2 separate regions of the Ovis aries genome follow, and region 2 is linked to region 1. The links are chromatin contacts, called in public Hi-C maps. All regions are on one chromosome and are shown on one strand. The core of a region is the stretch at or near the end of the contact, and the rest is flanking DNA. Distances in the headings are between cores, read along the strand shown. Region 1 holds the start of CORO2B (coronin 2B). Region 2 overlaps CORO2B (coronin 2B).

What was found. Hi-C and Micro-C count contacts between places; a contact is called where the count stands out from the background.
Region 2: a contact with region 1 is called in a Hi-C map of hypothalamus, with 3 times the contacts expected there. The contact joins the enhancer-like site here to the promoter of CORO2B in region 1. A contact is called at or near these places in 3 of 16 Hi-C or Micro-C datasets (hypothalamus, muscle and omental adipose tissue).

Annotation. Positions count from the first base shown.
Region 1 is chr7:15,382,847-15,385,790 of ARS-UI_Ramb_v3.0, reverse strand. It overlaps CORO2B (coronin 2B), which reads right to left and starts at 1,379. Exons shown (of 12, transcript XM_004010265.6): 1 at 668-1,379. The coding sequence starts at 682.
Region 2 is chr7:15,423,251-15,426,194 of ARS-UI_Ramb_v3.0, reverse strand. The region is part of intron 1 of CORO2B (coronin 2B); the gene reads right to left. Among named protein-coding and RNA genes, the nearest start is that of CORO2B, 40 kb to the right of the region's middle. Within about 2 kb of position 1,519, at least 12 of the 54 cell types and tissues checked have an H3K27ac peak or open chromatin away from gene starts, as enhancers often do. A contact at or near this core is called in hypothalamus, where this site is marked.

The DNA of each region.
Region 1 (2,944 bases), core at 130-2,629:
GTAAGCCTGGGCCCCTAAGATGAGGTCCAAGAACTCTCCCCCAACACTGGAGCTGCCAGAATGAGCGCCGCCCCTCCTTACCCCGCCACAGCTCTTCCCCACATCTTCAAGTTGGCCACTCCAGAATCTTTCCCATCCCTGGTAGCAACTCCCGGGATTGGGGAGCGCCCACAGACTGCTTTTGAAGTCAGGCCCGAGTTCCTGGGATGGGCAGCAGAGGCCGGCAGGTGGGGTGGGCTTTCACCTCTGCGGGCCTCCTCAGGGCGGCAAGTCCATTCCCACACCCACTGCCCAGCGTCGGTCCGTGCCAGCGACACTCCCCGCGGTGCGCTCCAACGGGGAGGAGGGGGGACACCACTGAGCCCCCCGACACTGTTCTCCTGGGGTTAAAAATGCAGCATCCTAAACGAGGGTTAAAAATGCAGTCCTGGAGTTGAGCCGGCGAGAGGGATCCTGCCCAAACGACAGTTACTGCCAAAGCGATATCCTCCCACTTCCCTCCGCAGTCCTGGGGGCCGAGGGGCTCGAGCGACTGCGGCAGCGAGAGAGGCACACCTTCCCGACCCAGCGCCCCCCCTCCACGCCCACATCCCCGCGCCCTCCGCAGCCCAGGCCCGGGGCTCCCAGCGCCGGCGGGTCCCGGGCGCGGCGGGCCAGGGGCGCCTACCTTTGTGACGGTCATGCAGAAACTCCGGGGCGGTGCGGGGCCGCGGGCGCGGCGTGCGGGGGCGGCGGCCGGGGTCCGCCCGGGGGCTCCGGGCGGCGGCTGGAAGGGGTTCCGGAGCGGCTCCGCGCGCTCCCCGCGCCCCGCGGGAGGCTCAGCCGAGCCTGGGGGCCGCGCTCCGGGCGGGCAGCGCGCAGGGACCGCTCGTCAGCGCTCGCCCGCCGCTCGTCGCTGATGTCAGCCCCGAATGTGCATTTATAATAGATGAGCCTCCTTCGCCGCAGGAAGGCGAGGCAGGAAGAAAGGGAGCGAGGGAGAGGGCCCAGGCTGGGGGGCGGGGGGAGGAAGAGGGGCCGGGAACTCGCTACAAAGGAGGAGGCGGAAGGAGGAGGAAACGCACGCCCGCCCGCCAGCCGCCGTGCCCCGCGCCTCCGGGATCGGTCGCGGCCGCCGGGCACAGCGGCTCGCCAAGCCCGGGGCCGGGGCCCAGGCCCGCGGCCTTAACCCCTTCAGGCGCCGGGCGAGGCTGGGTCCTGGCACCTGCCAGCTAGGGCGGGGGATGGGCGGCGACCCAGGCTCTGCGTGCCCCGTTGGCCCCGGGCCGCTGGCGAAGTCACACGCTCGATGGCCGAGGCGCCGCGCGGGCCGAAACGACCGCCAGGCTCGCCCCCTGGAGGTTCGCAGAGTCGGCAGGCGGGCGGGGAGGGCCGAGCGGCTGGCTGAGAGGGGCGTGGCAGCCGCCCGCCGGGACTCAGCCTGCACCCCTGCCTCGCGCAGACCCCGGCACCGAGGGGCGCAGGATGAGGCGGCCCCAGCACCCGTTTCAGTCTCGTTCCCGCAGCGGGGGCTCGTAGCCAGTTTTACAGAGGAGGAAACTGAGGGTCAGGGTCGGAAGTGACTGAGACAACTGGCGTGCAGCCGGGCTGGCATTTCTCTGGGAGCCCGCTCTGTCCACGTCGCCGCGAGCTCTGAGCTCTGTACCGAAGCCCGGGTTATAAAAGCTGCGTTCTAGAGACAGGCGAGCCTAGCCCCAGGTGTGTCCGTACGACCCTCGGGCTTAGCGCGCTCTGGGGGAACACAGGTGCGTCCTCTGCGGTGAACTAATCCTGACCTGGTTCCCTCCCACCATACTCTGGAGCTGCTTCAGGGACTTGAGGTACAACCACCTGAAGGTGTCCCCGCAAGTCTTCTGAAAGAAGTCCTCCTCCTGATCACCTGAGCAGAACCAGTTTCGGCAGATCCCAAACTACTGAAACTGAGGAGGGGAGGATTAGCGGAGATGGAGGCGGGCGGATCTGCCACGCATCACAACCTCCCCCTACGCCCGGAAGTGTTCGTTTTCTGCTCCTGGCGATTATACAATTCAATCAAATACACGACGTTCTCCACAAAGGAATGCGCACCTGCTCTGTAGAAGGCGCTGGAGGAACAGAGAGGAGATCGGATGCCTGCCTTCACCGAGCCCACAGTTTAGAGCAGCAATAATAATCGGCATCTGTAGAGCTCTTTGTGGATCATCCTGCTACTTTTATTTACATTTTCTCCTGTGATCCCTAACGCAATAGTATGAGTAAGGAATGACCATTCTCGGTTTGCTGATGAGTGAACAGTCTCAGAGAGGGGCGGGGACCTCCCCAAGATCACACAGTGACAAAGCCAACACTTAAACAGAAGTCATTTTCAACTGAGCACAGCATTGTGCTTTGGAGCTGTGAATTCCAGGGCTACTCATACCTGCTGCCTTATTTGAGCTTCACCCTTGGGAGGGAGCTGGACAGTTAGTAGTCCTGTTTTCAGCCACGAGAAGTTTAAATGCCTGACTCAGTCTCTTGGGTAGCACATGATGTCACAAGCCTCAGGCATCTGATTTGTGCAGACTCTTCCTCAATGTGTTCCCACGTTGGACCTCATGCTTTTACCACATTACTCCCCTCCCAAGAATGCCCTCCTCATTCTTCTGCACTGATCTAGACTCTCTCTGCCTCTCACGGTCCCATCTCCTTGCCAAACCCCTGACAACTCCAGCCCCCACGGGTGCCCATGTTGCATTTGAGTCCCAGCGTCTGGTCTTGTTTTCATGAGCTTCTGGCTAATACAGACTGTGAGCCCCCAAGTGTTCAGAGAACCAGGGCAAGCCTTCTCTTACTGTGTACCCTGGGCACACAGTAGGTGCTCAGTGAATATTTAATACCACCAAGAACAAAATCAAGCAGAGTAAATGTTTGACCTGCAACAGAAGAAATTTAAATTGGATCCATGAAAGCATTTCCCCTTAGCAAG
Region 2 (2,944 bases), core at 270-2,769, 40 kb before region 1:
TTTGTCCATCAACAGAGCCATCATTTTTATCCAGCCCGTCACCTGCGATCTCAGGGTTTGCTGGGAATGAATACATGCACACACCTAAGCATGCACACACCTAAGCATGCACACACACGCGCGCACACACACACACAGCATTTGTTCCTCACACTTGGCTTCTCCACACCATCCTTTCAAACACCCAATTCCAAAAGCCCTCTCAGACCCACGCTATTGGAATTAGTCTGCCTGTGTGAGCTGCGCTCCAGAACCTAGTGCACTTCAGCACGCTGTGCAGTCCCTCCTTGCACGTCTTTCCCCTGAGACCGTGAGCACCAGGAGGGAAGACCCTGACCTTGGGCCACTGGGCCCAGACGCCCACGCCCCAGGGCTCTCATGAACGATGGTGCTGTGGGTCTCCTGGTGCGTGTCAGCATCCACGTGCCGACGCCTGCACCCAAGGCCTGTCAGAATCACTCGGGCTGCAGCCTGGAAGATTCTCATAACTGCTCATGGCTTCCAGCAGGCATTTGATCCAAGATCCAGGGCAGCCACCGGCTTTTAAGGGAGTGTGGCATGGCAGAAAGGTCAGCGGGCCAGGCAGCAAGAGACCCTGGTGGGGGCTGGTGACCTTGAGCAAAGACTTCTCTTCTGTGGGACTCACAATACAATTTTGAGACCTATAAATAACACAGAAAAAAGGCTAAATGCCTGTCTGAGAAGGAACTAGGACAACTGAGAGCTTTTTCAGGCTACATACATCCTGCCCAAGATTCTAAACCCTCCTCTCCCTAAAAAATGTGTATCAGAAACTGGGTGGGGGGCAGGGAGTAGACAAGAGGCATGAATATTCTTTTGAAAGAATTCTGATTAGTCATGTCCCCAACAGCAATCATGTGGGGCCCATGACCATACTGTTTGGTACCAAAGCGCAAGCTCCAGGGTCAGTCCCTGGCCCGTAGGTTCTACACCAGAGCGCGATGCTTGACCAGTCCGAAGCAGGACACGATGCGCTCCAGGCAGGGTGCAGGGCAGTGAGAGACGGGTTCTTCAGCACAGAGGGGAGGAAAGGGTTTGCTGCCCGGGCTGCTGGGTGCAGGGAGGCGGTGAGCCTACGTGTCAATCAGCTGCGTGTCTGGTCCGCAGACGGGCTCTATAAGTGGCAGCCTCCCCCACCCTCCTCCTCTGGGGGAAGCCTGTCTTTCATCAGGCAGGTTCCGTCAGGCAGGAGCACCTAGGAAGGAAGGCTATGCATCTTCCCTCTGCTGCTGCTCCGAGCTTGACCATGGCCTCTGACTCAGGAATGGACCCATTATGCCTCAAAAACACCCTTTCTCATTCCACAGGCATTTACTGTGTGGCTGCCAGGTCCTCAGGTTAGGGGCTTCAGAAGAGCAAGACACCCCTGCACTCCCAAGAGGTTCTCTGTCCAGGGGGAATGACTGATTTTCTGTCAACTCAGGTTAGGAAGGTCCATGTCAGTCCTGTTCCTTGGGTGCCCGGCCACATCATAGGTGCCTCAGGGAATTACTGGCTGGCTGGAGCCAGGGTTAGCCAGAGAGCCTCTATTAATGAACAAACAGTGAGTTCTGAACAGGTCTGGGAGCCCTGGGAGCTGGAGGGAGGGGGACCGTTCCCCTGACTGCGCTGAACTCGCAGTGGGCTATCGTTCCCCTCCCACCTCGGTCAGGAAGGCCTGCCTGGCACCCGCGACGCTCACCCCTCTGCTCTCAGAGGCCCCGCTGCAGAGCTCACCTCCTGCACCCAGCACCCCCACCATCCCCTCCTCCGGCCATCCAGTGCCTGGTAAACAGGACTCTGTCGGGGGCCGAGCCCCCACCCCACCCAGCTCCCACACACAGAAGCTTTGTCTGAGCGGCTGATGCATAATACATGGGCACAGGCCTGGACCAGCCGCGGGCCCATCTTGGACAACAGGCCCGTCACTAAGAGGTTGTGAGGGGCACAGCCAGGACACAATGTGCTCCAGTCAGAGCTGAGGGCAGCGGATAAAGGCCCACTGGGGCCCTGGGACCGGCCCCTCCCCCAGCACTCAGGGCAGGGATGGAGAAGAAGGCTGCCCTCAGAGGGCCCCGGGGGTGGGGGTGGCTGTCCTGAAATCCTCCCAGCCACTTTCCAGGGCAGCCGCATCCTTGGCTCTGAGCCTTGGCTGTTTCTCCCCGTGGCCGGTGGAGAGCCGTCTAGGAGCCCTCCTTGTCTTGGTCGCCATGTTCCTGTTTTAAGTGGGTTTCTCCAGCAGGCATTGCCACTCTCAGGGTATAGCGTGCTCCTTGAGGTCTTGGGCTCCTGGATCTTGGCTGCTCCAGAGGCCCCACACGTACCCACGCCCAAGCATCAGTGGGAAACAACCGGGGATAAGAGAGGATAAGAGGGAGGCATGATGAATCACCCGCTACTTCCTAAAAAAGGCCTTGCACAATTTTATGTGATGGAACAGCACCCTTCCTCTTGCAGGATATTTAAGTAGGATAAATCCACATGCAGTTAGCTCTATGTAAGCAGAACTGGGGAACTATACATATATCTGCCTTAGCAATAAAGATCCGGAAGATTCCCTTTTGAACCACCAGGCAAACACATTAAAGATGTGTTCAGAGGATCTCACTAGCACAGAGATGCTTATTCTAAGGCCCACTCCAGAAATTCCCATCCAGGAGGTCTAGATGAGAGGCCAGGAATTTGCATTTGAATAGGCACCTAAGAGACTCCCGTGTAGGTGGGCCACAGATGACGCTTTTTTAAAAAATATATGTTTCACTTTTGGTTGCCTAGGGCCTTCATCACTGGGACTGGGCTTTCTCCAGTAGAAGCAGGCGGGGGCTACTCTTCATTGTGTTGCGCGGGCTTCTCCCTGCAGTGGCTTCTCTCGTTGCAGAGCACAGGTTCTAGGCACGCCAGCTTCAGGAGTTGCAGCTCACAGGCTCTAGAGCGTGGGCCCAGT